7 separate regions of the Mus musculus genome follow, and all the other regions are linked to region 7. The links are chromatin contacts, called in public HiChIP or PLAC-seq and promoter capture Hi-C maps. All regions are on one chromosome and are shown on one strand. The core of a region is the stretch at or near the end of the contact, and the rest is flanking DNA. Distances in the headings are between cores, read along the strand shown. Region 1 overlaps Ssbp2 (single-stranded DNA binding protein 2). Region 2 overlaps Ssbp2 (single-stranded DNA binding protein 2). Region 3 overlaps Ssbp2 (single-stranded DNA binding protein 2). Region 4 overlaps Acot12 (acyl-CoA thioesterase 12). Region 5 overlaps Rasgrf2 (RAS protein-specific guanine nucleotide-releasing factor 2). Region 6 holds the start of 4833422C13Rik (RIKEN cDNA 4833422C13 gene). Region 7 holds the start of Rps23 (ribosomal protein S23).

Evidence for each region. Promoter capture Hi-C pulls out the DNA fragments that hold promoters and counts their contacts. HiChIP or PLAC-seq counts read pairs in DNA pulled down with a chosen protein or histone mark.
Region 1: a contact with region 7 is called in an H3K27ac HiChIP or PLAC-seq map of thymic regulatory T cells, with 6 times the contacts expected there. The contact joins the enhancer-like site here to the promoter of Rps23 in region 7. A contact is called at or near these places in 6 of 39 promoter capture datasets (the HPC-7 cell line, hippocampal neurons, liver and 2 more), 4 of 484 Hi-C or Micro-C datasets (CD4 T cells, CD8 T cells, bone marrow-derived macrophages and 1 more), 11 of 115 datasets of contacts at active chromatin or transcription factors (bone marrow-derived dendritic cells, bone marrow-derived macrophages, craniofacial prominence and 8 more) and 1 of 9 other capture datasets (embryonic stem cells).
Region 2: a promoter capture Hi-C map of the HPC-7 cell line shows a contact between it and region 7, with 4 times the contacts expected there. The contact joins the enhancer-like site here to the promoter of Rps23 in region 7. A contact is called at or near these places in 6 of 39 promoter capture datasets (the HPC-7 cell line, hematopoietic stem and progenitor cells, liver and 2 more), 3 of 115 datasets of contacts at active chromatin or transcription factors (bone marrow-derived macrophages, embryonic forebrain and large pre-B cells) and 2 of 9 other capture datasets (adipose tissue and macrophages).
Region 3: a contact with region 7 is called in a promoter capture Hi-C map of hematopoietic stem and progenitor cells, with 4 times the contacts expected there. The contact joins the enhancer-like site here to the promoter of Rps23 in region 7. A contact is called at or near these places in 5 of 39 promoter capture datasets (hematopoietic stem and progenitor cells, hippocampal neurons, neutrophils and 2 more), 1 of 484 Hi-C or Micro-C datasets (bone marrow-derived macrophages), 3 of 115 datasets of contacts at active chromatin or transcription factors (craniofacial prominence, embryonic stem cells and fetal liver) and 1 of 9 other capture datasets (liver).
Region 4: an H3K27ac HiChIP or PLAC-seq map of hepatocytes shows a contact between it and region 7, with 6 times the contacts expected there. The contact joins the enhancer-like site here to the promoter of Rps23 in region 7. A contact is called at or near these places in 3 of 39 promoter capture datasets (embryonic stem cells and liver), 1 of 15 datasets of contacts at CTCF or cohesin (large pre-B cells) and 4 of 115 datasets of contacts at active chromatin or transcription factors (Th17 cells, embryonic stem cells and hepatocytes).
Region 5: a contact with region 7 is called in a promoter capture Hi-C map of hippocampal neurons, with 7 times the contacts expected there. The contact joins the enhancer-like site here to the promoter of Rps23 in region 7. A contact is called at or near these places in 10 of 39 promoter capture datasets (the 3T3-L1 cell line, the C10 cell line, cranial neural crest and 5 more), 2 of 484 Hi-C or Micro-C datasets (both in cortical neurons) and 1 of 115 datasets of contacts at active chromatin or transcription factors (large pre-B cells).
Region 6: a promoter capture Hi-C map of liver shows a contact between it and region 7, with 9 times the contacts expected there. The contact joins the promoter of 4833422C13Rik here to the promoter of Rps23 in region 7. A contact is called at or near these places in 12 of 39 promoter capture datasets (the 3T3-L1 cell line, the C10 cell line, the HPC-7 cell line and 8 more), 1 of 484 Hi-C or Micro-C datasets (bone marrow-derived macrophages), 5 of 115 datasets of contacts at active chromatin or transcription factors (acute myeloid leukemia, embryonic stem cells, hepatocytes and 1 more) and 3 of 9 other capture datasets (adipose tissue, embryonic stem cells and liver).

Annotation. Positions count from the first base shown.
Region 1 is chr13:91,483,098-91,486,201 of GRCm38.p6, reverse strand. All of the region lies in intron 1 of Ssbp2 (single-stranded DNA binding protein 2), which reads right to left. Among named protein-coding and RNA genes, the nearest start is that of Ssbp2, 24 kb to the right of the region's middle. Within about 2 kb of position 1,756, at least 64 of the 459 cell types and tissues checked have an H3K27ac peak or open chromatin away from gene starts, as enhancers often do. A contact at or near this core is called in CD8 T cells, memory CD8 T cells and thymic regulatory T cells, where this site is marked.
Region 2 is chr13:91,612,800-91,615,669 of GRCm38.p6, reverse strand. The region is part of intron 4 of Ssbp2 (single-stranded DNA binding protein 2); the gene reads right to left. Among named protein-coding and RNA genes, the nearest start is that of Gm41016, 80 kb to the right of the region's middle. Within about 2 kb of position 1,304, at least 2 of the 459 cell types and tissues checked have an H3K27ac peak or open chromatin away from gene starts, as enhancers often do. A contact at or near this core is called in the HPC-7 cell line, where this site is marked.
Region 3 is chr13:91,508,094-91,511,207 of GRCm38.p6, reverse strand. The region is part of intron 1 of Ssbp2 (single-stranded DNA binding protein 2); the gene reads right to left. Among named protein-coding and RNA genes, the nearest start is that of Gm41016, 24 kb to the left of the region's middle. Within about 2 kb of position 1,552, at least 83 of the 459 cell types and tissues checked have an H3K27ac peak or open chromatin away from gene starts, as enhancers often do. A contact at or near this core is called in hematopoietic stem and progenitor cells, where this site is marked.
Region 4 is chr13:91,767,834-91,770,825 of GRCm38.p6, reverse strand. Acot12 (acyl-CoA thioesterase 12) reads right to left here. Exons shown (of 15, transcript NM_028790.3): 6 at 581-737. Among named protein-coding and RNA genes, the nearest start is that of 4833422C13Rik, 27 kb to the right of the region's middle. Within about 2 kb of position 1,590, at least 13 of the 459 cell types and tissues checked have an H3K27ac peak or open chromatin away from gene starts, as enhancers often do. A contact at or near this core is called in Th17 cells and hepatocytes, where this site is marked.
Region 5 is chr13:91,880,637-91,883,609 of GRCm38.p6, reverse strand. Rasgrf2 (RAS protein-specific guanine nucleotide-releasing factor 2) reads left to right here. Exons shown (of 28, transcript NM_009027.4): 28 at 1-2,973. Among named protein-coding and RNA genes, the nearest start is that of Ckmt2, 5.2 kb to the right of the region's middle. Within about 2 kb of position 1,354, at least 15 of the 459 cell types and tissues checked have an H3K27ac peak or open chromatin away from gene starts, as enhancers often do.
Region 6 is chr13:91,740,386-91,743,155 of GRCm38.p6, reverse strand. It overlaps 4833422C13Rik (RIKEN cDNA 4833422C13 gene), which reads left to right and starts at 1,284. Exons shown (of 2, transcript NR_015501.1): 1 at 1,284-1,734. It overlaps Acot12 (acyl-CoA thioesterase 12), which reads right to left and starts at 1,635. Exons shown (of 15, transcript NM_028790.3): 1 at 1,496-1,635. The coding sequence starts at 1,625.
Region 7 is chr13:90,921,497-90,924,454 of GRCm38.p6, reverse strand. It overlaps Rps23 (ribosomal protein S23), which reads right to left and starts at 1,333. Exons shown (of 4, transcript NM_024175.3): 1 at 1,256-1,333; 2 at 709-868; 3 at 9-129. The coding sequence starts at 1,259.

The DNA.
Region 1 (3,104 bases), core at 507-3,006, 560 kb before region 7:
GACCTACATATAAAAAATGAAACTGTAAAGCAAATGGATCAAAATGTAGGGGGATTTGTGATATCAGATTACAAAGTTTTCTACAGACCACAAAAACAAACCATGAAGTGCTGATGTATATTGTGAAAAGTATCTTAACAAAGGAGGGCACCAGAGGTGACACTAACACATTATAGTACACATTTAATATCAATAAGGACAGCTATGTCTAATATTCATGGATATCCTTCTGAGGGGAAGAAAGTGAAGATGACAGCCAAGAAAACAAATGCTTTCTGTAAACATTTACTGAGCAGCTACTGTTCTCCGTGCTAGGCTTGCAGCTGGAACAAAACAAGCAGGAAGTAAGAGCCCTGTTTTCAAGAACTTGAGCAAATGAAGCCAACAAATAAATAAGCATTACTATACTATTGTGTTAAATGCTATGACTGATAACGTGGGACACAGAAAGAGCTGGAGTACACTTCAGAGGATGCTCAGTTCTTCCTGGGCTAGGACATGAAGCAGAGGTCTGAGCATGGTGAGCTGTTTGAATAGGGGACTCTTCTAGACAGAAACCCAGCAAGGAAGGCAGTAACAGATACAACGAGGATGTGAAGAGACCCAAATTCACTGGTCATCAGAGATGAGAGCTGAAGTAATGATAGACAACTTGCAAATACCAGACTGAAAAAAGAGAGGTCAATACCAAACAGGCAGCCCACTTAACCATCACAGGCACCTGACACCAAGCCTCACAAAAGAGGAGTCCAAATCCTTGGACCCACATGGTGAAGGAAGAGAGCTGCCTCCCATGAGTGGTCCTCTAACCTTCACACACATGCTGTTACATGTGAAATCACACACACACATACGTGCACGCACACAAAAATAAATAAATGAATCAATCAATCAAACAAACAAACAATGTGATGAAAATATTTTCTTAAATGCCAAGAATCAATGAAAAGAAGAAGAGAGATGCTGTCTGTTATAAAACAGAGTAATACAGGTTGAGTATTCCTAGCCCAAAAATGAAATGTGCAGACGAGAGATGACTCCGCAGGTAAAGGTGTGATTTCTATCAACCATATGGCCAACAACCCCCTGTATATAACTCCAGTCGCAGCTGATCCAACACCCTCTTCTGACCTCCTCTGATACTACAGACATGTGGTATACAGACATACAGACAGACAAACCACCCATCATAAAAATAAAATAAAATAAAATAAAATAAAATAAAATAAAATAAAATAAAATGAGAGAACAATTCATCTGAAGTGCCCCAAACTGTGGGATATACTAACATATTTCCATTAACAGAAAATACCACATGTGTTTCATATGATGACTTAATGTCAAAATGCTGCTACACTAAAACTACTGCTTAAATCACCTTTTAGGTTATATGCTTAATATGAAAAATAATTAAACTTCATACTTACAAATGAGTCTCATCCCCAAATTATCTCAAATGTATATACAAATTGATAGACGTTTCAGGCAACTAAGATGGCCACTCCAAAGAACCAGATGAGAAGTCAACAAGTACAAATTATGAACTATGTACACACTGGGCATTAAAAATTCTCAGATCTGCTTCAAAATTTTCAAGTTTGTAGATGTAGGTCTGTGAAGGAGAGGCTGCCAAGGACAGGAGCAGTTAGTAAGATATAGAAGAAAACTGGCTGAGCTGCAAACAAGGAGCTTACAGAACCAATCATGAAAGTCCTTCAGAGTAGTCTCTACGTGTGTAAAGGCTTTCACTTTCCTTATCAGCTATTTTAAGGTGTTGTGAGGAAAAAAAAAACCACAAGATCTTTAGCAAGACACCATTTATATAAACATGTACACCACCATAACTTTTTTATTTTTTGTTTTGTTTTTGTTTCATTTTGTTTGATTTTGAGATGAGGTCTCAATATGCAGCCCTGGCTGCCCTGGAACTTTCTATACAGAGCAGGCTGGCCTCAAACATAACAGAGACCCACCTGCCTCTCTGCCTCCCAAAAGCTAGGACTAAAGACACATGTGTGCCACACCATACATTTTTTAAATACACAGGCATCTCTCATCAAACACCTCTATGAATGTCAATCAATAGAAGCAGCAAATGAGAATGGAAACAAGGTGAGAACATTTTAAACAAGTTAAATAAGGCAAGACCTTATACTACTAAAGCTAACAGCATGCTAGGAGCTCAATAGAAACCCTGAGCAAATGCTCATGGTCACAACTAGATCTTACTTAGAAGAAGGGCTTGTCCTACGCCACATCTTCCACCCACTAAATTACAAGACCCAGGCTGGCCAAAAAGCACTCCAGAAGTCAAACTGCAGAGAGTGGAATAGTCCAAACTCAGAAATGCTCTCAATCCAGCATGTGGGCTACCAATCCAGCATGTGGACTACCAGTCCAGCATGTGGACTACCAGTCCACACATGGATGAAAGAGGAATCAAGCCCAGAACTAGACCTGCCCCTTTGACCGTAGCAATAATCCACTGTTGTAATTTAAAGCTGAACACCCCTGCTGGAATTCAAGCTTCGTAAAATAGTATTTAGTCCCACAGTGCCACTACTCTTGGCAACCACAGAAGCAGTTAAATGCTACATAGCTTAAATACTGCCCATCACCTTCATGAGCTTCCAAAGAATGCCCTACTGTTCTTCAATATAGAAGCTCTCTTGTGCTCATGCTAGGCGTCTTTGCTTCTTTCAGATGAACACAATATTTTTAAATACCATTAGTTTCTCCAAAAAGAATTATCCTCTACCTGTCTTTTTCTATTTTTATTTGCACCCTACATTTCCTACCAGGTCAGTATTCAGAACCTTCCATGGCATGAATGAATGAACCAAGTCCCACAGCGACTGCAAGCAGTTTCCCTGATGACTTCAGCACACAGACTTTTCCTTCTTTAATTTCTTTTTCACTTACTCTGTGCACCATTCAATTAGCACCTTATTATACTAACACCTCGTTTAACCAGCATCATTGGGAAAGCAAAGTGTTCATCAGAAGTGAATTTTCCAGACAACATAAGCATTAATTTAGAAGGCAAAAAAAGTGACGTGAAAACTGTTCTCTCCATAGTTACAGACAGATCCCAGTTCAAACCA
Region 2 (2,870 bases), core at 55-2,554, 690 kb before region 7:
GACTTGATAACTTCCCTACCAATCCTCATTCAAACTGCTGGTTCAGTAGAACACTGTCTCTGGTCAGAATATCAACACACAGAGCTACACTTCAAGACCCATAACCACAGCATTGGGAAGCTGAAGCAAGAAAACCACAAGTTCAAGTTCAGCCTAGACCATGTGCCAAGAACCTGGGCCCATTTCCCAAATATATTATCAACATATATGACCACTGGAATACACTACAAAAGTTACAGAAATAAGTGAATAATAAAAATGTGGTATGTTTATAGAAAGGAATAATATTCAGATTATTAATAAAAATAAATTTATAAAATTTGTAGGTAAATGGATTTGTGAGTAAACTGAGAGCTGGAAACAATCCTGAGTGAGGTGACACAGTCTCAGAAAGTCAAATATCACATAGTTTCTCTCATCTGTGAATATTACCTTTGCATCAGATATGTGTCTCACTCAGAACCCCATATACATCTATACATCTCACAAGCTTCATCAGAAAAGCTTCTATTTGTAGTAGACGGTGATTAACTCGGAAAATTGCACGTGAGAACACACATGGCACATGAGGTCATTAGAGGAGAGAGGGTGGGAGGAGTAAGAGCTGGAGCAGAGGATGACTCCAAGTGACACCTTCAGGGCAGCGGCGCATGCTAACTCACAGTGTTGGCAGCAACACATCGTCGTTCTCTGTAGGTACAGCCCTAGGAAGGGGACCTGCTCAAGCAGAAGACTATATACTAGGGAATATTCTGACCAGTGCAAATTGGCCTTGTACATTCTTTCTCCAAAGGGCAGAATCGGATGGCTAGGGAAGGGGTGGATCTGTGGAAAGTGGGGTGGGCGGACTATGATCTAGAACTTCAGGCTCGCAAAGCAGGGACTGAAGAGAGACAATTATCAAGAACATTAAAGAAATGGGTGCTTTCTAGTTGTTAAATGAAAAATCAAACCATAACAAAATCATCATGTAAACTTCCATGACAGAAGCACAATCATGTGTGTTCCTCATGGTCCTGCATAGTAGCAGGGATGAGATGACAGTGTTTGTGTCCTAGCCACACCTTTTACAATGAATTAGTATCTGCATAACTAGCTTTATGATTTTCTCCTTTGTTCCTCTGTACAACCTCTCCCTGCCTTTTCTCCCTGCTTTTCATTCATGACTCCTTCCTTCCACCAACTGGTTTTTGGCTGAGATCACAATTTCAATAAAAAATAAAAGCTGCACAGTCAGGCGGGAAGCTAAGAAGCTTCCTCTCCTCAAATGTCATTAGTGACTTCCTGAGTACACAAGAAACAGATTAATTAAAGACGTTAAAGGAGGGGTAGTATAGTCAACAAAAACCCGCTTCACATTCATTTTGATCTCAGCCATGTGAACTCACGTTCACTATGATCACAGCCAGTGTGAACTCACATTTATGAGCACAGTCATGTGAACTCACTTTCATTCTGATCACAGCCAGTGTGAACTCCCACTCAATATAATCACCACAGACACGTGAACTCACACTCATTATGATCACCACAGACATGTGAACTCACATTTATTCTGATCACAGCCAAGTGAACAGTGAGACGCCATCTGGATATGACACCCTGCACACCTGGGGACAACAAGGGGAGTACTTGACAGAATGATGCTCATGGAGCGATTCCACTATGGCAAAGTGACTTCTACCATCTCCTTCAAAACTATTTCATGACACTACAGACAACACACTTCACTAACACATGACACTTCTTGCAAAAATATTTTCTTGAGGTTTTAGTAAATTCAAATTACTTCATTATCTATAATCAGTAGAAAAAGATAAAATTTCCTTCTCTCCCTCCCTCTTACACACACACACACACACACACACACACATGCCTATGTATATGGGTATAATTTAAATGCATGATTACTTTTATTTAGGACTATATAATTATTATTTATATATTTCATTGACACATGTTAAATTTCACAATTTGCAGCCAGAACATGCCTTATACATTCTGTTTCAAATCTCATTCTTTAATGATTTCTTTTTTATATATAAAATTACATAAAACCCCTCCTAACAAACTACATTTAAACTACTGAATCGTGTGTATTTAATTTGTATTCAAAGGGGAAATGGAATAAGGTTTGATTTGTTTTTCTATACAGCTTACAGGCAAGCTAGGCTTCAATCTTAAGACTGCTCTCAACAACTGATTTTGTATTATATGGAGAAAAGAAAACATTTATACTAATTTAAATAAAACATTAACTTAGATAAATTTTGTTAAAAATTAATTTTTCTTATTTGTCAAGAATTCTTAGCATCATATAGCCACTGAAATCAAGGCAATGCCTATCAAGACCCATTGAACTTTACAGCACGCATCTGGCTAGGACTACAGTGCAGATGGTGAGAGAAACTTCCAGTGAGCCTGCTAATAACAGTTCTCCACTGAGGTTATTTTCTCTAATTACCAACTTATTTTTGCTCAAATAAAATTTGTTTGCTTATAGAACAAAGCCCCCCCCCCATCTCCATTATAGACTCTACGTACCACAAAATAACTGCAATGTTCACTTCAAAATCAACCATTAGCATGAAACATAGCATTAAAAAGTTAACAACAGTTCCATAAACTAAAATGTGATATTTTATCTTTGGAAATAGGAAATATTTCTGAATGTTCTTAAATGTAATGCAGAACTGGTTAATTGTATGCTTTTTGATGGGAAGTAAGTTTCAGGAGAGCAGTCACACAGTCGACCCTGTAAATGCTAGTTAAATATAAAGAATGAAGGCCTAAAAGTGTTCTAAGAGACTAGTAGTATGCTGTGAGAACATTCTCTAGCTCTTTGTGACCAACCAGCATTTTCTTGAACA
Region 3 (3,114 bases), core at 303-2,802, 590 kb before region 7:
GGTCCAGAGGAAAACAAAATACTATTGTTCTGCTACAGGAACATAGCAATAAAATGACTTCTAACTACATTTTGCTATACCCATAGATCGGTGCCTCACTCAGCCCTCATCAGAGAAGCGTCCTCCTGCAGTAGATGGTAACTAACACAGAGACCCTCAACTGGACAAATATCCAGAGAGAGACTTTGAAACAGCAGTACTAAAAGATATCTTTATCAAGCCTCCTCCCTCATGAATCAGGGAGATTTCCAGAAGAGGGGACAGAAAGATTGTACCAGAGGTGATGGATCACCCCAAGAAAATTGTGTCTTCCTGATAACAGGATTAACACACATATGAACTCCCACAATATGTGGAAGCATGCATTGCCTCAGCACAGGTTCGAGTCAGACAGCGTCCCAGATCTCACTGTGTAACCACACTCACGCTCAGCAGTAGATGCTCAACACAAAAAACACTCATAGGTGTTTTATAGATTTTTGCCTCATATCACTTTGGTTTGGTTTGATTTGGTTTGGTTTTTTGTCTTAATGGTCTTTTGCTTGTACAGTTTCCAATCTTATGACTTCAGAGGTTGTGTGTGTGTATGCATGTGTGCATGCATGTGCACTTATGTGTTTCTTGTGTTTTTTTCTTTGTTTTTTTTTCCTAGTTTTGTTTGCTTTGTTTACATGTTGGTTTTCTAAAGAGAAAGAAAGAAAGGGTATGGATATGGATGGATGGGAAGGTGGGGAAGATTTGGGGAGAATTGGAGGAAGGGAACCTATGATTAGGATATATTGTATAAAATTTTAATTTGTGGGCTAGAGAGATGACTCAGCGGTTAAGTGAACTAGCTGCTCTTCTAGAGGTCCTGAGTTCAAATCTCAGCAACCACATGGTGGCTCACAACCATCTGTAATGGGATCTGGTGCTCTCTTCTGGTGTGTCTGAAGACAGCTACCGTGTACGTAAAACAAATAAATAAATTTTTTTTCAAAATTAATTATCAATAAAAATTTCAAAAACAGTTTTTACAAAATTAGTCTTTACATTGTTTTATTATTCAAACTAATTTTTGTAGCATTTCATTTTTAATATACTTTTTTCTCAAATACTAAAGATACTAGAAAATATAAGTAGTCATTAAAATTAATCAGGTAATCACTAGTAGAGTATGAATGAATGAAGAAAATAATCTTAATGTATTAATAACACACCAACAGAAATCACATTATAGTTAAAAAGGTAAGATTGTGGCAAGGTAAGCTTCATCTTCCATATTGCACAAAGCAACAAATGCAGTCTGCAATATTCAATAAGCACCCAATGAATAGTTCTAAATGTGGGCATTTCACCTATTTCTAAATTTCTTGATTTACACCAGTTTTAAAAACAATGGTCCAACCCATCTATAAAAAGTACAAGAAGGCCAAAACTGCCCTGTTTAACAATGCTTTCATCAACAGGAAGAGCACTATGGCAACAGTGAACAGGAACTTCAGTTCTTTCTGTTGCTCTGATAAAACAGTCGCCAGCCAACTGGAGGATAGATTGCAGGCCTCCACTGAAGGCATCAGGGCAGGCACTCATCGGGAGCAGAGGGTGGAACCATAGAAGAGTGCTGCTAAAGGTGCTCTCCACACCTGCTCAGCTTCCTGTCTTCCACACCCATGACCACCTCCCAGGGCTGGGCCCTTCCTTATCAATCATTAATCAAGAAAATGCCCCCCAGAGATAGCAGCAAACCAAGCAGAGGGAGACAATTCCTCAGGTGAGGTTCCTTCTTCCATGGCAATTCTAGTTTGTGCCAGATTGACCAAAACAAGCCAGCAAAGAGAGCAAGAGGCATCCACTCAAACGGTGCATGCAGCTGCTAAGATCCACAGCTGGATTTTATTTTTGTGAGAAAAGGGGGCTAATTCTTCAAAACAGAGTCCAACAACCTTTATAACCTTACTCTGCCAGGAAAGTTTGAAAGTGAAACAAAGAAGTACTGCATGCCAGAGAAAAGACTACCACTGGGCACAGGAACAGCCCACACTAAGTTTGGTGTTGAGGTTTGCTCTGTTGCTATGTATGTTAATGCTAAATTCTACACAGAGGGTCTAGGCCTACAAGTGAATTATCTTGTTTACCAGCTTTTTTGTTGTGCAAACCTTGTTCCTTAAATTAAAACTACTGCTTAAATAAAAATGGCTACAGCCAATTACTGGAGGGATTAAAGATAGGCAGGTTTTGAGTTGCCAGGTGGAGAAGGAGAAGGAGGAGGAGGAAAAGGAAGAAGAGGAGGAAGAGGAGGAAGCAGGAGGAGGAAGAAGAGGAGGAACAGAACAGGAAGAGGAGGAGAGTGAATAGAGAGGAAGACACCATGGGATCGGGGATGAAAACATGGCCATGAGGGCTGGCCAATTGAAGTAAAAGTGCCTAGGAGGAACATAGCAAGTTATAACGTGGGATTTGATAGGGAAGTAGATACCAATAGCTTAGAGGGCGGATATCTAACGCTGTTAAGGGATATTATAATGTAAAGGTTTTGTGTCTTTTATCTGGGTACTGAATGATCAAGGGCCGGGTAGAAAACCGCAATTGATATTAATTTTACCCAACATTTCAGCTATGGACACCAATGTCCATTGGTTTAGCCAGCTAAACTAATATAGCGCCTGGCCTCAAGTACAAAGACCTTACCATGACTGTATAAAGTATTACCTTGAGAAGAACTGAGATCAAAACAGAAAAACCAATGCTAACGTCCAAATAAACAACTGCTGAGTATAATGGAAGATCAAGTGATCATTACTGCAAAAATCAAGTGTCTTTGAGTAGCCATTCTTCAATCCTCTCATAAAAAATAAATAAGTAAAATAAAATTTTGCTAAAACTCTAAAAATTTGCCAGGAACCCCTAGATCAGCTGATGCAACCTACTACTTTTACCCTGGAGAGAGATTTACTCCAGCACCACACCATCTATAAGCTCAGCAATCTTTACCTGTGACAGCTCACAGGACTGAAAGACAGCAAGAGGCACATAAAAGAGGTTAGTTCTTAAGCCTGAGTAAGATCCTTCCCCACTGACTGGGTTACTTCTTAGACAAAACACACACACACACAACAAGAGGCTAAAATTATT
Region 4 (2,992 bases), core at 341-2,840, 850 kb before region 7:
GAGAAAAGAGGCGATGGCCATCTTCCTTAGTATTCTCAGAAACAACTGCTTTGTGGAATGGCTTCCCTAGACAAGCAAGCAGCCTGTTTTCTAAGTAAATAACTCCAATGACTCGAGAGAACTATGTGTGGAGAGGATCTGCATGCAACCTCAGACGTTTAGGGCAACAAACTGGGCATTTCATAAAGATGGCTCCTTGGCATTGTTCTTGTGCTCAGTGGAAGTCCCTCCCAATGCAAATGAATGCTTTTTGTTGTCATCAAGTGTCACATTCATCTTGACACCTCCTGATGAAAAGTCCTAGGACACTGTGACTTGTGAATCAGGGTAGGGCATGAGTGATGACAACTGGCGGCCAATACTGCTCACACTTGTTCCTCAGCTTCCCTGTTCAGTGAATTTATCCACAGATCAAAAACCAAATTTTTCCTTGATGAAAAAAATTGCCTGGGTTGGTGCACAAAGTGAGAAAGGCTACAAAATATACATTTCACAGGTTTTGTGCTAATTTAGAAAGGAAATATGCTTCAAACCACTTCCACTCTGCCCCTAGCCCCATGCTAGGGCCAGTGCTGAGAACCTTGCAGAAATGGTGGCGACTGTCTCCATCCATGCCATGATCTGGCCACCAAATGTGTTTCCGTGATGGTTTGCGTGGGGCGGAAGGACAAGCTCGATGCTCTGGACAGAGGTGCCCATGGTGGTGGCCGTTCCTTCTTCTTCATTACAAATGGAATCTGCGAAGTGACCACAGAGACAGTGGGGTCAGCCATGGGACCTTGTCTGGAATTCCCCTTCCCTGCAGCAAACACAACTCTGACACTTTCAGAAAATTGACATTGTCCTTAAAACCTTACATCAAGGATGTGAGTGGGTTACCATTCTGTAGAGTGGCCTACCTCTGAAAAGCATCACTTTGGCATTTTGGGTTGAGCTAACAAACCAGAAGGGCCCTTTATTAGACAGGTCTAGCAAATCCACCAGAATTTTTATTAAAGTAATGGTTCCATTTAAATTGGAGCCTTTTGTGGTGGAGAAGGACATGGGAGGGCACAGAAGGGTAGACATTTTGATGGAGGCATGTCATTATTTTGTTGGCAATGATAGTTTTACTGCTGTATGCCAATGCACAAACCCAGGCTGCATGCTTTAAATATGATCCACCTATCATATGTCAATTAAACTTCAGTAAAGTCACTAAAGTAAAGAAGTCTGAAATCTGAGGGGCCACCAACACAACGCTGCTATGAGGAGGAGAAAGATCTCTGTACCCCCAGGGGCCATGCCAGGTTAACAGAGCTCAGCAGGCAGTGTGTTCATGTAAACCCAGCTGTTATTAACAGGAAATGAGCCATTCCAAGAGCAATTTCTTCTAGTTGATCAGAGCTTGGCTCTAGGCTCCTTTAGCTCCACTTCATAAGGGGATTTTTAGATCATAACTAATTGATGATCTATTTCTTTTATGTTTCCCTTCCTTCTACTGATCATTCCAGTCCTTTGCTTAAAATGTGGCAACAGCTCCTTTGCCCTACATGAACTCTCAGATCCTTCCTGTGACCTACAAGTTCTCTCTCCCCGTAGAGCCCATGTGACCATCAGCCTCCCCAGCCAGGCCTCCTCCTCTCTTTGTTGTGCACGTTGGCCTTTTATCAGTTACTGTGAAGAACACTGTCTGTGAGGTCAGGGTACTTCCACACGACCCTTCTGCCTGCTGCACCCAGCCCTACCTTTTCCTATGCCTGCTCCCACTTAACTTGTCTTCCATCCTAGATCACACCGTTGATCTCAGAGATGCCTTCTTTCTACAAAAATCCGTGGTAACTGGGGCTGGGAGGCAGTGAAGCACTTGGTGCACAAACTTGAGAACCTGAGTTGGATCCCCTAGGACCCACATGTCAAAGCCAGGTGCTGTGGCGTGACCTTACACCCACAGGATTAGGGAGGCGGCACAAGGAAAGTCCCTGGGGCTTGCCACCCGGCTAGTCTAGATGAATCTGGAACTGATGAGTTTCTGGTTCAGTAAGAGACTGGTCTCAAAAAAAAAAAAAACTAAGGTAAGGAGTCATTGAGAAAATACTACTATTGACCCACTTCCACACACATGAGCACATATTTTCATGCACACTTGCACACACATATGTACACACTCAGATAAAACTATATGTATATATGTGCATCCACCAATATGTGTGTGTGCAATGATTAGCCATGCTAATTTTTGCAATACCAGCACTAACAAAAATTTGTTGAATGAATAAAAGAACTTGACTTTGCTCAGTCATTCTACATTGGGGTCCCTACTCTTAGTAGATCACCTCAAGGAAATGCTATGGCCACACTGCATCACGTAAGAAACGGCTGCTGCTTATGCTGGGTCTCATTCCTCTCCAGTATTATCAATATGCACGTTCTCCAATTAAGTGGGTGTGAAATAGTATATCATGTTGGTTATAATTTGCATTTCATTGAGTACTAATGAGGTCCAACATCTTTTCATATGTACATTAAATATCCTTGCTATCGCTTAATTAAATATCTATATCATTTGCTTCTATCCCACCTCTGGAAGTTCAATTAACAAATGTTAGATTCTCAACACACGCTCACATACAAACAGACACACATGCCATTTATATATCTTCTTTCTTTATTTTGAGATGGAGTCTTATCTATGCAGCCTAGGATGTTCTTAAACTCCTTACATAGCTTTAGTCTATTTTATGTCTTGCCTGTTTCACAGCCTCAAACTTGCGGTGATTCTCCTGCTTCAGCTTTCCAAATGCTGGGGTTACAGGCATCATCCACCATGACCAATTATGTATCTATGTTGATAGACACTCTCCCTGTTTCTTTGTCAAGCTTTTTAGATCATCTCTTTGTTCTTGAACTGCACATTTGATTTGCAATCCTTTTTCATTTAATTAAGTACATAATGCTACTGTGCACTGACTCCAGGACCTCACGGCTGATAGGCAAACACTCAACTTCTTTG
Region 5 (2,973 bases), core at 105-2,604, 960 kb before region 7:
TTCCTTTCCCCCAATGTACTCCAGAAACATTTTCTGATGTGCAAACCTGTTTGGGCTCATTATGAGCATTGAGCATTGGCTGTACTTTAAAGCGAGCATTCTGTGGGGATTTTCTTTGGTGAGGCTTTTCTTGCATGTGCTGTTGGTAAACAGCCTTTTCTCCTGTCTCAGCCATCTTTGTTTAAAATGGGTTTGAGATCATTTTGCGTAAGAATACTGTAAGTGCAGGGGTAATGGCTCCGAGCACACCACAGCTCTTACAGCAGAAAACCAAATCTGGGGCGGGGGAGCAGGGGGTGTGTGCCTTTCACCCAAGCCTGGAAAAGTGGGCTCAGCCTCCTCACAATGGTCTGTTGTTAAAGGGACGAGGCTCTCCTTGATCACCGCCCTCTCCTAGCCTCAAGGAGACACTGCTTTAAAAGAAGGCAGCAATGGCAGCGGGGGTTACTTTTACCTGAGCCTAGTAGACCTGGCATTTTCTCTTACAAGCATGATACTTATTGATGCTGACCATGAAGACTGACCTGCCTGGTCATTTCCCCTCTTCCCTTGCACTTTAATTATGTGGTAGAGCTAACAACGAGCTAGTGCTTTCTACTTGCTGGCTTCAGAGCTACCATTGGTAATGTACCATAGAACTAGGGAAGGTACATTTCCTGCACAGTAGTGGTCATCCTTGTATATAACTGCATAGAGAAATATAAACTGAGAGAAAAATATTTATATTATATGAATTCCACTCCAGACGTCTTTTCGCTGGTTCGTATTAGCCAACAGTGTAGTACTAAGTCCCACAGGGGCACTTATGGATGCTTTTTCCCATTTTGTTTATTTATTTCCCGAGTTGCTTGTTTGTTCTCTTCGGTTTCAAATAAGAGATTGCTGCATCGTGATGCATGATGAAAACATAGGATGCTGGATCCTAGCTGTGCATACCTTGTGACTTGTTTCTTGGTGTTCACAGGCCAAACAAGATCTTACAGAAAAGGAGTAAAGGTTATTAGCATTCTTGTGAGGACCACAGCATACCAATTTCACGAAAAAATACCACTAGGGAAGGAGTACCCACATTGACTCCAACCCCACCCTGCCTCCACTCCACCCTGTCCCTGTCCTTCAGAGGATGACTCTGTGTGCACTTTGCTTGGGAGTTTGGGATCCTATTTCTCCAATGTTGTGTTCCAGAGGCCAATACAGCCATTCTTGGGGGGGGGGGGACAAACAAACAAACAGATAAACGTAATTTCTCATGCTCCTCCCCTGTTGAAATGCAGCTTTTCTATGGAGCTTGTTCCCAGAATGTTGGAAACGCCCCCAGTGGTCATCTGTGGGTACTGCCAATGCTTTACTCGGAATTTCTTACAGCTTGTTAGAGCTAAAGAGAACCAGATCATGTGTGGATTATCCAAGGCAGGAATGCACATTTAGAAACAAAACACCTCAACTTGGTCACATTTAAAATTCACCAGAGCAGTTTGTGGTTTTTCTTGTGATTGTTGGAAGTGTCTGTCCTTTGAAGCTTTCTATGTCCTTGTGGATACGATGCATGCATGTATCGTATGTCTGTGCTGTGTATTGTGTGTAATGCATGTCTGTCTGCCAGCACCCTCCGTTAGCAGATGCATTTGTTAGAGCACTTGGGAGACCAGCTTCTAAATATGAAGTAGCGAACACGTGTACTGAAAAACTAACAGGAAATCAACCTGTTTTCATGCTTTCAAATGAACACATCATCTTGCTAGTCAGTGGCATGGCTATGAGGACCTCGGGGTGCCTAAGATATCTCTACTCTTGCTACAGAAACAAATCTCTTACTGAAGCCCTCCATCACATGTCTCAGGCTTGAAGCACAATGCTGTCAGTTTTCTTTAGCAATTTAACAGAGGAATTTAAAGAGGAGATTGTTAAACTACTGTGGAAATAATAGAGTGTCCCTAACACAAAGTCTCCTTTGCTGTTTGTGCATCTCAAAGGACTACATATAAACATGAAAATCATGGATGCCGGGTCATCTGGAAGAGAAACCTCCACTGTGAGCTGTTTAATGTGACAAAGGGCTGTCCCCTTTCTTTCATGTTAGGTGAGGCAAAACCGTGGGTCAGCAGACATCATATCTTACCTAAAGAGTAATGCAATTCAGTGGCCATTCCGAAATCTGTCAGTTTTCACATTCAAAAAAAAAAGATAAAAAAGGTTTTATTTAGCTTTTCTTTTCAACTTTAATGTCATCCCCCTACAAAAATATCTCTTGTTTTAAATATGTTTCTTTGAAATTTAAACCGCAAGGGTTATCATTCTTACAATGGTCGGGAAACAGCATAAAAGATAATGTACTATATGGTTTTTAGCCAGGCTACTGTCCACAGAAGGAAGAGATCCATGAACGGAATTCATTTTCATTTCTGTGAGAAATAAGATTGTAAGTCTAGTGATGTTTTTACATGCACCACTACATGATTCCTGGAAATAAGGCTCTAGTTGGTGGAAAGTAATGGGTGTCCTTTCAGAGGCCACTGGTATCTTAAAGCAGGACAGAACAAAAATAGAGAGGGACCTTTTGTTGTGGGTGCAGACACATAGATGAGTGACCTAGCAGGGTTTCCATTTCCACTGATGCTCCATTTCGGGGCATGGCATTAAGATGACCATTGACTGTCCTTGATCTGGTCTGCTCAAGGCAAACACTCACCCTACTTCACAGTGTTGAACCGCTGTCTCTACACATTTTAGTTTGAACCAGAAAGTTGGCGGTGAAGCAGCACTGGGCCAGACATGAGTCTCAGCCCAGCTCTGCACTGCCCACCGAAAAGCATAGGCCAGTGTTTACACCTCCAAGTCTCACTTTTCTCATCTGCAAAATGGGATTAATCATAATTCCCGTGCTGTCTACCTCACTGGACTGTCCTGATGACCGAAGGGGTCAGAATGTAAACTTTAAAGTGCTGTACAGTTGTGAGGTAACTGCCATTCTCA
Region 6 (2,770 bases), core at 35-2,534, 820 kb before region 7:
GTCCTGAGTGGGAATCAGAGATATGATTCATGTATTGAAAGTTCACTGTGCATAGATAAGAGATCCCAGGGAATCGAGATAGCACTAGGACACCAAAAGACTTTCTTCTGAAGGGAGCGTGGCAAGGCTTGCTTGTATCCAAGACTATCACTGGTCCAAAGATGAGAGAAGTCAGCATGGGCACAGGAAATTCATGTACTGCTCAACCTAGGCTTTTAGTTAGAAAGCCATTTATATTACAACACACTGGTTTTAAAAGCAGGCCTTTCTTTTATCTTTAGGCGTAAGTCGGTCACAGTCAGATCATAAATCATAACAATGCTGAGCAGCTGCCTTTTCTGGGGTGGCCATAGCACAGCATTATGGACTGGGTGGCTTGGACAATAGACATTCGGTTTCTCAGAGTTCTGAAGGCTGTCAGGTCCACCAGACTGGTGAAAACTCTCTTCCTGGTTTGCAGGCCGGCTCTTGCTGCGGCCTCACGTGTCACGTGCTTCTAAGATCTAAAAGACTTAGTGCCCTGAGATGAGGTTGTGTTCTTCTCATCTCTTTAATCCTCGATTATACGACACAGCCACACCACGGTACTTGCTGTCACTTTCAAAATACAAACTTCAGAGATGGCATGGAGAGAGACATCATTCAGTCCTTATTAGATGATTTTGTGCCACCACCCCCAACGCTTAGTGCTGGGATGGAAATCACACCGGCCTCAAGCAAGCTAGGCAAGCCCTTCGCAACTGGATTATACCAGCAGGCCTTCTTACTCCCATTCTCTCTCAGGAATATCAAGTTTCCCCTGCCTGCCTAACAGTAAATGGTAGTAAACTGAACACAGAAGAGAACCTGGCAAAGGAGCAATCAAGCTTTTAAATCATGAAAAGCATGAATTCTGACCAGTTGTGCAAGAACACTTTTGCTGTTGCAGTAAATAATGTAGTTGTTTGTTAAGAAAATATAGTAACATGTGCACATTTGTGTGTGTGTGTGTGTGTGTGTGTGTGCGCGCGCGCGCGCGCGCGCCTATGAGACTACAAAGTGAATTGGGGTTTCATGCTTGCAGTGTGAACACTTTTTCCAGCCTCAGTTCTACTTAGTCAATAAACTCTATCTTTAGAATTTTAAATATGGTTAAGTACAGATATACGCAATCTATATAGCAAAGTCTTTGCGTGGAGGCGGGGAGAGGATGTCTTCACTTTGTTTTGTGAGTTGAAAGGAATCCAGCCAAATAAACATGTGAGAACCACTAGTCTAGGTCGCTGTCAGCAGCTATCTTAGTCATTCCTGTCTGCGGCTGCTCTCAGCTCTGGGAACACTGCCCTTTACTTTGCTTCCTTCCTTTTCCCACGCTCTCTCTGGCTTCCACGCCAGCCTAGCGCATCCCTAATTTCAGACACTCCAGTCCTTCAGGATCCCCGGACAGTATCACCTCCCTGGCCACCAGCAGCAGCCCTCCCCGACCGACGGTGCCCTCGCGTGGGCCGGCACCTACCCGCCAGGCAAGCGGTGGTGTCCATCCACTTGAGCAGCTGCCCTGCGCTCAGCTCGCCGCGGGAGTCGGCATGAGCCGGCTGGATGGCCTGGCTCATGAGCACCTCACCCGGCGCCACCATCGACTCCATCGTCCTGGCTGAGAGAACCCCAGACGCCAGCAGCAGGCCATCCCGATCCCCTGGGGCCCGCCCCCGCTCCAAAGGGCGCTGCCCGCGCCCGCTGCCAGGTGCTTAGGAGGTGAGAGGTCAGGGTCCTACGAGTCAGCCGGGGACTGTCGCGAGGAGGGCGAGGAGGGCGAGGAGGGTGAGGGAGTAGAGTACGCCAGCCTCTCTCGGAGCAGAACAGGAGCGCTGCCCTAGCTCCAAAACGCATGGGGCAGAGACAGGTGTTTCTAGAATGCAGGACAATGGTCATCATCAGAAGACCTTGGCAGAGGAGGGAGCTTTAGAAGGGATTGCATGCTCTCCGGAGAGGGCAGAGCCTTTGCTGTGGAAATGTTTTAGAGAGCTTGGCTTCTGTTTTTTGTTGCTTGGTTGGTTTAGTAGTTGGCCTTTTTCCCCCTGACAGACATTGCAACACTTACTGCTCCGGCCTTTGTTTAAACTCTACCTACAGGTTCTTAGGACACTACAGCGGCTCCAAAGATCATTTTGTTAGGAAACTGATTACACTGCCAAACAAACTGAAAAACAAACGTCCCGAGGAGCTGGAGGGTGTAGTGCATCAGTCACCAAAACTAGAGAAGGCAACATTCTGAGTTTTCTAGTGTCCCCCCACCCCAACGTTCATGGGAGAAAAATCTAGGACACTGTATATGAACTCGAGGCCCACACTCAAGGCTAGCAGGTGCTATACTTTGTAGAGTGTCAGCCACTGGCTTTACAAAGCAGGTCTTTTGGGGGAAACGGGATCAAAACCCTTCAGTGGCTCTCGGATCTGAGGATGGAGTAATGGAAGCCTGGAGGGGTGAGGTGGCTTGTCTGGTACTACCTAAAACATCAGGACGAGGTGGCAGGAACCAGGGCCTCCTGACTGTCCTGGGACCTCACTGACGCCTGGGAATATTGCTGCACTTTCAGCATTAGGTCTCTGGCCACCGAGCTCAGCCTGAGAGCATCAAAGACAGTCTGGGTCTTTAAAGATTTTTTTTAGAAATTATTATTTTAAAGTATGTGTATGTATTTATCTGTATGTGGGTATACATACCTGAGCATGGGAGTGCCCTGGAGCTGGAATTATAGACAGTTATGAGCTGGAATTGTAGGCAGTTGTG
Region 7 (2,958 bases), core at 84-2,583:
TAAGTCACCTCAATGAAGTTCAGGCAGCCATCATTGGGCACGAACGCTGTGATCTTCTTCCCGTTCTTAATGAGCTGCACCCTGACGCACTTCCTGATGGCAGAATTTGGCTGTTTGGCCTCAACCCCTCTGCAATATCAATGGCACATGTGAAGTCAGTAAGGTTTTTAAAATTCGATTAAGAATAAAAGTAGAAGCAGCTCCTAGTCAATCCAGTCTCAAATCCTGCAGATGCCACTATTTTAATGAAGTTTTTACAGGCAAAATCGAACTTTAGCGCCACTGGAGTGGTAAAAATGAGGATTCAAACTCTTGTTGCGAAATTTGTGAACGCCACACACAAAAAAAAAAAATCATCACTCTAAAAAGCCAATGCACCAGAAACATGCCAGAAAAGGAATTTTCTCAACTCCAAAAAGATACTAAGAATGTACCAGCTGCTTAAGGTATAGCCCCCCCCCCAACTGTTCAATGTATGCTTTAGTATGTACTATATTACTTTTACTTCTTCCATTCCTTCCAGACTACAGCCGAAATTAAAAACTTTAGTAATCTCATCCCTGGCCGAACATAAACAAGCACATTTCCCATTTTTTCCTTATAAAAACCCCAACCAACGCAGGCTCAGGATCTTTTGCGACTTTTGAAGAACTACTTCGTTCTCAACTACGGTAAACCATCGCTTCTAGCGCGCAGCTTTTGACTTACACTTTTTCCAGCACAATTCCCTTTGCATGAGAGGCACCCCCAAACGGATTGGCCTTCAGGGCTGTGCCCAAGTGGGCTTTCTTGTACTGTTTGTCATGCCACTTCTGGTCCCGTCGGTGACTGCGGAGCTTCCGGGCAGTTCGGAGACCACGACACTTGCCTAAAAAACACACATCACTGAATGCTCCGCAAACCGAGCCCGCGCTTCCGCACACGAGCTTCAGCAGAAGGGACGTTTGCGCCAGAGACCTGTGGCTCCTCTTAGCACGTGGGCCAATTACCCTCGAAATCCCCTAACTCGGAGCTGCACACAAACCCAGGCTGGGGCCTTTACGCTTACTTAAATTTCCAGGGTAATGGGTCCCGGCAAGGCCGCCCGAAGGCCGCAGGAACTCTTCCGTATGGCCACGTGCCCGCGGGACGGCGCCCCTTCTCCCGACCTCCGCCCGGTTACAGCCCTACTCTCCGCTCTATCTCCCCACGATAGGCCGTATCCCGAGCTCTAGAGCCCTGCGGCGGCCCCTCAGCCCAGCCCCGCACAGCTCACCCATCTTGCCGGCGCCACGGGCCCAAGAGAAAGAGAGAGGAGGTGCAGGAAGGACCCACAAGGCATTGCGGGAAGCCCCGCCCAGCCGAAGGCCCCGTGCGGCTGTCCAAGCGGCGCCTGTACCGGGGAGTGTGTGGGTGGAGGAAACGATTCAGTGCCTCCACTTTTGTGAGACACAGAGTTTTGTTTAATATGTATCAAATCCAAAGCAATTTCATTTACGCTGTTATTTCCTTTTCAGGCAAATGACAAGGCTAGAGGAATACGGACTACCAATCCCAGAAATCTTTGCGCTAACTGCTCACTGCGCAGGCGTCCTCTGCAACTCCCTCAACCCACCCCCCCACCCCCCCACACCTCAGGCCCAGGGCTGGGCGGTGCTAATTCGGAAAGGGCGGAGCGGGGTGGGGCTGGACGGAGTAGGAGGTTCCCAGCGTCAGTAAATTGTAAATTTTAGTGAGGCAATGATTCAGTGATGAAAAATCGATTATTTTTGTTGTTGTTGTTTCTAGCCAGACTTGAGCTTTAAACAGTGAGCTGACATTTGTTGGTTGTGCGTCCTTGCTTAATTCTAGTACCTTTACAACCCGAATCTTTCCTGTAGTTTTTCTGGGATGTTGAGTCACATAAAAATGAAAATTTTAATGTCTTTGCACTGGATATTTGGCAGTTAAGAGAACGAAGATTTTTCTCGTTAAGTTTATATTCTAGGTAAAGGGACAGAGCCTATAAATATAAAAAAATATCTTTACACACTGACAAATGTTATAGAAAAATGAAGCTTTTTAGTGAAGGGGTGGACTTTAAGAAGGTATCCCTGTAGGTTACATTTGAGCTGGGAGCCTATATTTAGCATAGGATACAGCCTTCCAGAAGTGAAAGGTGGTTCTCTTGTCAATTGAACTGAGAGATTAAAAAAAAAAAGCAACAGTGGTTCTGAAAGCCTGGGCATTACAGAACTTTACAGCTGGGCATGGTGGTGCATGCCTTTAATCCCAGCACTTGAGAGGCAGAGGCAGGTGAATTCCTGAGTTTGAAGCCAGCCTGGTCTACAGAGTGAGTTCCAGGACAGCCAGGGCTACACAGAGAAACCCTGTCTCAAAAACAACCAAACAACCAAACAAACCAAACAAACAGAACTTTACCGCAGTAAAGCCTTCTGAAACTCTCCTCTGATATTAAATCTTTAGATTTAAGCTGGGGATTCTTTTTTTTTTTTTTTTTTTTTTTTTAGATCTGTTTATTTTATGTATGTAAGTACACTGTAGCTCTACAGATGGATGTGAGCCTTCATGTGGTTGTTGGGAATTGAATTTTAGGACCTCTGCTCCCCGGTCGGCCCTGCTTGCTTGGGTCAACTCCATTTGCTCAGTCCCTGCTCTCTCAGGCCCAAAGATTTATTTATTATTATACATAAGTACACTGTAGCTGTCTTCTAACACTCCAGAAGAGGGCATCAGATCTCATTACGGGTGGTTGTGAGCCACCATGTGGTTGCTGGGATTTGAACTCGGGACCTTCAGAAGAGCAGTCAGTGCTCTCACTAAGCTGGGGGATTCTTTAAGAATACTTTGCATTTATCTGAGATTAGTTGTAAAGAGACAAAAACAGATGAGTCTGGGAAGCATTTAGGAAGGTGTGATTGTAAAAGCAGGAGGTGAGTGTGGCTTGGACGCTCAGGGGAGGTGCTGACCTTCCTGGAT